Linked DNA regions of Rattus norvegicus: region 2 is linked to region 1. The links are chromatin contacts, called in public Hi-C maps. All regions are on one chromosome and are shown on one strand. The core of a region is the stretch at or near the end of the contact, and the rest is flanking DNA. Distances in the headings are between cores, read along the strand shown.

The links. Hi-C and Micro-C count contacts between places; a contact is called where the count stands out from the background.
Region 2: a Hi-C map of hepatocytes shows a contact between it and region 1, with 2.7 times the contacts expected there. The contact joins the enhancer-like site here to the promoter of Ankrd17 in region 1. A contact is called at or near these places in 4 of 12 Hi-C or Micro-C datasets (the A7r5 cell line, hepatocytes, liver and 1 more).

The regions. Positions count from the first base shown.
Region 1 is chr14:18,006,791-18,010,423 of GRCr8, reverse strand. It overlaps Ankrd17 (ankyrin repeat domain 17), which reads right to left and starts at 1,565. Exons shown (of 34, transcript NM_001401338.1): 1 at 1,083-1,565. The coding sequence starts at 1,430.
Region 2 is chr14:18,163,991-18,167,623 of GRCr8, reverse strand. No RefSeq gene overlaps it. Among named protein-coding and RNA genes, the nearest start is that of Cox18, 16 kb to the right of the region's middle. Within about 2 kb of position 1,958, at least 4 of the 93 cell types and tissues checked have an H3K27ac peak or open chromatin away from gene starts, as enhancers often do. A contact at or near this core is called in hepatocytes and liver, where this site is marked.

The sequences.
Region 1 (3,633 bases), core at 316-2,815:
GGTTCCTTCTAAAAGAGCTAACAACTGGTAGGTCGTAGTTGGCTATCAGTATGGTTCATTAATCTTTTGGGTTAAAAGGAATAAGGTCCTACAACGCCGCCTGTCTGTAGACCCAGGAAAAACTATAAAGAGTTATGAAACCAGATCACTAGGACATAGGCCTCCCTGTCCCAATCACAATCAAACCTGGGTGCAAAGCAGACGCTTCTTCCCTACTTACTTGACAATAAATAAGTAAGGTTAACTAATTAATTAAATAAAAGAGGGACCTGGCTTGATTATTAAGGGAGAACCTGATGAAGCACTACATACACGCGTAGAGCACCAAACAAGAATTTTTATGTACTAAGCCATTTGTAAACGCATACGTATGGATGTAAGATCGGCTCATCCAAAATCTTTCATAAATCGAGTAAGTGATGATCACTTCAGCCACAAGCTGAAAGAAAGAAAGAAAGAAGGGAAGAAAGAGAGAGAGAGAGAGAGAGAGAGAGAGAGAGAGAGAGAGAAAAGCCCTGCAGCGAAAACAGTATGGAAAAGTACAGCTTCTCACGTGTCTCTCCCAGATACAAATACTTAGCTCCGAGTCCATTACAATCTTACCAGCCCTCCAGAATCGCTCTCCGCCGCCACCTTACACTGACAGAAAACTACCAACCTCGCAGTGGGTCCCCCAGAGACTCTCCTACCTATTATCTTACCCCTCCCGCTTTAGCTCCGCCCCCGCCCCGGGAATGAGGTGGCTGTACTGGCCCCGGAGAGACCACCCTCCTGCCCCAAAGTGCCACCCGGGAATCTAACCAATCCCTCCGCCCTGAACCCTGTGAAGAAGCATCCTAGGCTAACAAGCTCCTCAGCAACTCCGTGCACTCTCTGGTCCTCCCACCCCCACGTGTCAGCTACCCTCCCCCACATTCCCACACCTCACGACTCCAGGCCGAGCAAAGAAAGGGGGCAGGCGAAAGCCTGGTCCCCAAGGCAGATCTTAAGCCCCCGAGGGCTCCGTCCCACCGCAAGTCCCCTCCCACCTTAGGCCCTTCACGGTCCCTTCCGCCCTCCTCGAGGTGAAACCAGGCCCTTGCCTCAGAAACCTCCTCTTCCTCGTCGTCGTCGTCCTCCTCTTCCTCGCTGTTGTTGCTGCTGGTGCCGCCGCCGCCTCCTCCTCCGCCGCCGCCGCTGTTGTCGCTGTCGCTGCTGCTTTCGCTGCTGCTGGGGGGTCGGCAAGTCCGGTTCCGCTTGGCCTTGTGGTGCGGCTGCTGCGGTGGCTTCTTCTTCAGGAGCAGGTCGCAGACTCGCACCATCCCACGAGGAGACGAGGCCGAGCGAGCCCCGCCGCCGACCTCCGCCGCCGCGGGGGGGGCCGCCACTGCCGCCGCCGCCGGGGGGCTCCCTTCTCCCTCAGCCGCCGCCGGAACCGTCGCCTTCTCCATCCCCGCGGGAAGAGGGGGGGACGCGGACGGGGGAGGGGCGTGGGGGCTCCGCTCTACCGCGACTTCGGCCGCGCCGGGGCCGACACAGCGCTCCGGGCCGCCGCCGCCGCCGCCACCGCCTCGGTCACCTCTACTGCCGCCGCCGCCGCCGCTCCGCCAGCTCTCACCTCGTCTCGCGATACTAAGGGCGGGGAGCTTGGCGATGGGAGGGAGAGAGGGAGGGAGTGAGGGAGCGGGAGGGCGAGGGGGGGCGAGGCGGAGCGCGAACGCCGTGCCCGGGAAAGCGGAGCAGGCGTCCGGAAGGAGCCGCTGGGGAAGTGCGCCTAGAATGGCTTCCCTGGGGAAACCGAGTCTGAGCGGGGACCGCAAGCAGGGGCCGCGGGAGGGCGGGCGGGCGAGCAAGCGAACGAGCGAGTGCCTGGATGGCTTGTCTTCTCCGCGTTACTTCCCCCACACACAGCCCTGCAGCCCTCCCTCCTTCCTTCCTGGCTTCTGATTAGAACGCAGCCGCAGGCGGAAGCGCGAGTGACGCCATCAGCCGGCGCCCCGGCGGCCGCGCGAGGATCTCTGCCTGCTTCTCCAAAGTGCAGACTCCAGGGCCGCGGAGTAGGGTCCCCCACGAGCGTGCGGGGGTGCAGGGAAGCGGGGGCAGTGGGATGGAGAGCAGCGGGCCGGGGCTGAGTGGGAGGCGAGCGCGGAAGCGTGGGGCAGCTGTGCGAGCAGGAGGCCTGGCCTCCAGATCCGGGAGGTGGGGCCTCGCCCCGGACCTCCTGGACGGACTTTCCTGCCTGGCCATTTTCTCCACCGCCTAAGCCAGAGGGCTTTGGATCTCCGGAGAGAAACTTCGTGAAAGGAGAGAGAGAGACTCCTGCCAGGTCCAAAAGAAAACTGTTTCCCCTCAACCGTACCTTGGAGCGATTCTGTCCTCACTTGATAAAACTCTTGCCAGAGTTGTCTCGGACTGCCTAAACCTGACTTTTACACCTTTGTAATATGCAGGAATTGAGTAGTGAAGTTTAAGACCATACGGTTCCGAAGAGGTGGATGGGGGAGCGGTGCCAGCATTGTATGCATTTCTGGGTCTGGGTTCTGAGATCATTTTAAGTACCTGGAGAACTTGCAGACAGATTGAAATGTAGCTTTCTTCTTGAAACAGTGTAGCTCAGGCTAGCCTTGAACTGGCGATTTTCCTGAGATGATATTAGGTCTGCACACCACCACGTCATGTTTATGTAGCTTATTGAACTCAGAATTAGCCACTTCTGGTCTAGTACGAGTAGTGGCATAAGGAAAATAAAGCAAACATCAAAGACAGATGTACTGGCACAAGATAAAAAAGTGCCTCAACTGACAGAGTTGCCATTTTAAGACTTCTAAGTTTAGCTGAGTGCCTGATTTTTTTTTATTTTTTGCATTTTCTTTTTAGTACTGGCATACCATATGAAATGTGGGCAGTTGCCAGTACGCTACAGAGTACCACAGAAGAATTGGTGATGACTAAATCAATTCATTCAAGCAAAAATTCATTATGTGCCTACTGTGTGTGTGATCTATGAAATCAGAGTCTGTGTTCCCAGGGGCTTCTCTGTGTACTGTGTGCAATAGCAAATATACAAAGTGCCTGCCTTTTTGCTGAGTTCCGCTATACAACATTGTACAGAACACTGTATTATGTATCTTGGTTCCAGTGGGATCTTGGCCATTTTCTATATTCCTCAGCACCTTTGTGTCACTTTCCACCTGAATACCTTTTGCAATCTTTGAATGCCAGCCCCATTTCATTATGACTGACTTTGAATTTCACAAGAAGACTGAGACCACTGATACAAATTCCTTTGATTTTCCAAATGCTAGAAATGGGCTGATCTCTCCTCAGTATGGAGAGAATGACAAAACTCATTGCCCTTATGCAAAGTCAACTCTCCAACTATGTTCTGGTTCCAGTGACTCTCTTTGGCCTGGTTTTTGTTTTTCTGATTTCAGTCCTTCACAAAGTTCGGTTATTTTTTTCACTTACTCAGGTTCATTCCTTCAGAGTTATGTTCTTTATGAATGCGCTCTGGTGCAACTTCATTATTTGGAAAAATAGTTTTTGCTTTAGTGAACAGAAATGAAAGACAGTCTTCTCTGGGACTTGTCAGATAAAGCCAAACTATAAGAATAGTCAAGTCCCCTGACATGATTTGTATCTATTTTTTAATAT
Region 2 (3,633 bases), core at 709-3,208, 160 kb before region 1:
CCATTTTTAGGTCCTGTATGGTTTTGTTCAAATCCTTCACCTCTTTGGTTGTGTTTTCCTGTAACTCTTTAAGGGTTTTTTTTTTTTTTTTTTTTTTTTTTTTTTTGTGTTTCCTCTTTAAGAGCTTCTACTTGTTTACCTGTGCTATCCTGTATTTCTTTAAGGGAGTTATTTATGTCCTTCTTAAAGTCCTCTATCATCATCATGAGCTGTGAATTTAAATCCAAATCTTGCTTTTCTGGTGTGTTGGGATAGCCAGTACTCACTGTGATGTGAGAATTGGGTTCTGATGGTGCCAGGTAGTCTTGTTTTCCGTTGCTTAGGTTATTGTGCTTGCCTCTTACCATCTGGTTGTCTCTGACTGGAGCTTATCCCTTCTTTGGACCTGTGAGCCTGTGATCTTAGGAGTGACAGCACTCCTGGGAGACCCGCTCTCTCTCGGCAGGTTTTGGGTCTGGAGGGCTGTGGAACAGCCTTAGCTCTGGGTGCAGGTGGAGACCAGAAGGCCTTTCCTGGTTTTTTTACAGATAGATTCCCATGCAGCCCAAAGTCACCTCCAATTCCTTGCGTAGCTAAGAATGAGATTGAACTCCTTATCCTCCTTCTATCCCTGCAAATGTCAGGCCTTCCAGTGGGAACCACTGGTTCTTACAATCTTTCACTCAACTCTTCTGCAGTATTTCCTGAGCTTGCGTTTTAGATGTAGTAACAGGGTATGGGCACACCACAGTCAGCTGTTCTTGAATCTTCACAACTTGCTGTAATGGTCTCCTGCTGCCAAAGGGAGCTTCTTTGATGAGGAGTAAGAGCTACCCTTATCTGCGAGTGAGCTTTTGGCTTCCAACTCTCCAGCCCTGAGATTCAGGTGCACCAGCACTCTTGGCTTAGTAACAAGGGGGTTTGTTGTTGTTCTCTCTCTCTCTCTCTCTCTCTCTCTCTCTCTCTCTCTCTCTCTCTCTCTGTGTGTGTGTGTGTGTGTGTGTGTATGTGTGTGAGACATATGTGTGTGGGTACCCCCAGATACCAAGAAAGTGTGCCCTTGAGGCTGGAGATACAAACAATTGTGAGCTGCCAGACTGGAATGGAGAGAAAACTCTGGTGCTCCGGAAGAAGAGTAATGCTCTTGACCACTGAGCGACCTCTCTAGCCCAGCTGTGAGTTGCTGAAATCCCAATATTCCCTGGATAGTTTCACTTTCCTACTGATATCAACTTTATGGACCCTAAACCCATGGGGGGAAAAAAAGAGATGAAGAAAAACGAAGCAAGTCCCCATGCTCACATCTGGTCTTCACATTGTCTCTCTCCATAGGAAGCACAAAAACTGGACTGTTCTCTACCTCTTACCTCTGCATCCCACAAAGCTAGCAAATTCACACATAGGTCATTGGTAGCCCCTGGGGGCACGAACTGTAGCCTGGGTCTCGTTTCAGTGAACTCATGAGGGTTAGTTCAAAATCCAATTGTTTCCTCTGTGCAGGCTACAAAACTGGTTAATCAAGTGAAATCGCTTATTGCTGGATGTTCTCTCTCTCTCTCTCTCTCTCTCTCTCTCTCTCTATCTATCTATCTATTTTATTGTATGTGTATTCTACATTTATGCATATGCTTTCATATAAACGGATGGGCACCAGCCACCATATGGGTCCTGGCAACCAAGTCTGAGTCCTCTGTAAGAACAGCATGTGCTCTTGACCACTGAGCTGTCCTTCCCGCCCTGCTAAAGCTTTCAAGGTGACATAGTAAGATAAACAAAGAGATGTGAAAATGGTCTATCCACCCACTGCACTTACCTGTCCCACTACCTCATGCGTTTACATGTCCTGGCTTCACGGACACAGTAAGAAAAGTGTAAACAGGACACAGTTTGACTGTTGGGCTATTGACAATGATGCCAATGTTGCGACTCCAGTAATTCCAGCAAGCCTTGATGAAAGTAAGACCATGCCCTTTGAACACGACACACAAAGCACCCGCCACAGGTTACATCAGATCCCGCTGGCTACAGTCGCTGCCAGGTAGGGACAAAGAGTGCCTTTCCAGAAAGTTCTTCTTTTGTGTGCCAAGCTCCTGTAATAAAAGATCTGGATGATGTTTTAATCATATACACATCTTGCTCTTGTAGCACCAACTGAAGTAATATAGTCCTAAAGTTCAAAGCCCTGTGTTTACTCAAGATAATGAGGCATGGAAAGTCAAGAGTGAGTTGATTATAAGAAGTTGCTGGAAGCTTCCTGGGCACAACTGAGTCCACAACTCAGGACTATGACTGATAAAAAGCCTTAGCCTTCTGGGCTGCAAGCAGCAGAATTTAGAAGGCAGCTCAGTTTGGCATAGGAGAGACTGGCTAGACACACTGCATTCCCAGTCTCTGGTCCCTTATTTATCACTCTCTAACAAGGGGTCTAATGTTACTTATTTAAATTCTTAGAGCTCACAGCTATATAATTAAAGAAGCAGCTGGTTATTAATTAAAAATTCCTACAAGCATAAAAATCGTAATTCGAAAGCGCACAATATAATAATACCCATAAGAAACATCTGTGTGTATAAAGGAAAAATAAAACAATAACAAGAAAAAAAAATGTCCTTTGTTTATTGAAAACTGGAAAATGCGTCATGGCGAGATTCTGTCGACCACTAGAGGGCAGTGTTGGGCTATTTGTCGAAAACAACCTGCATGGTGGTTGAAGTACCAAGAATTACAAGAATTATCTTTAGCCATTGACGTGCGTGCTGCAAGTCTCTCTCACCAGTGAGAGTCATCAAGGCTGAAAGAACAAAAGGTTCAAGGCTCAACCTGTTCTGCTTGCGCTGTTTACACGAGGGCCTGTTCTCAGTGATAGCATTTTTAGGTTACTCTTTAATTCACTATTTAAATTATCATGTATAGTCTTTAAAATCTACAGTTGCTAAAAGTAAATTAAGCTGGGCTTGGTGATGCTCACCTTTAATCCAAGCACTGAGAGACAGAGGCAGGAGGATCTCTATGAGTTCTGAGTCGAGTCATGGCTATACAGTAAGACCCTGTCTCCAGTTAATTTAGTTGGTTGGCTGACGTTGGTTGACGATAGTGTTGGGAGGGCACTTGAATCACACACACAGCCTAAGATCTTGGTTAAAGCCTAGGTAACTGTTATCTGGCTAACCTGCCGTTCTAAGGAAACTTTCTCGTATGTTCCTGCTGTAACTAGGAAACTTTCTAATGCCAAGATTGATTACATAGTCTGTTATGTTCCGTGCCCTTGGAAACCAATCACGATAGAAGTCATTAGAACTATTTTGTATTTACCCACAATAAGCTAGGACCCGAACCAACCACCCACCAGCTCTTCCTGCACCTGTGTATAAGCTGCCCCTGGGATGGACCCCAACCTAAGACAGACACCGGTCCCGGGATAAAAAAGGATTTGGAATAAGACTTCCATTTTGAGTAGAGGTCCAGTTAAGTTCCCAAGACCTCCCTAGGAACAGACATCCTACTTAGCAGGAAGAAACATGTACATGGGTGACTGACATCCCTGTTGGCAAATTAAGACAGCAATGTTAGACAAGTCCCATCCTGGTAGACACATCAGAACATGAATATTAGACAGGCAAGTCCCTGCCACAGTTGAACACCCCAACCAATGGA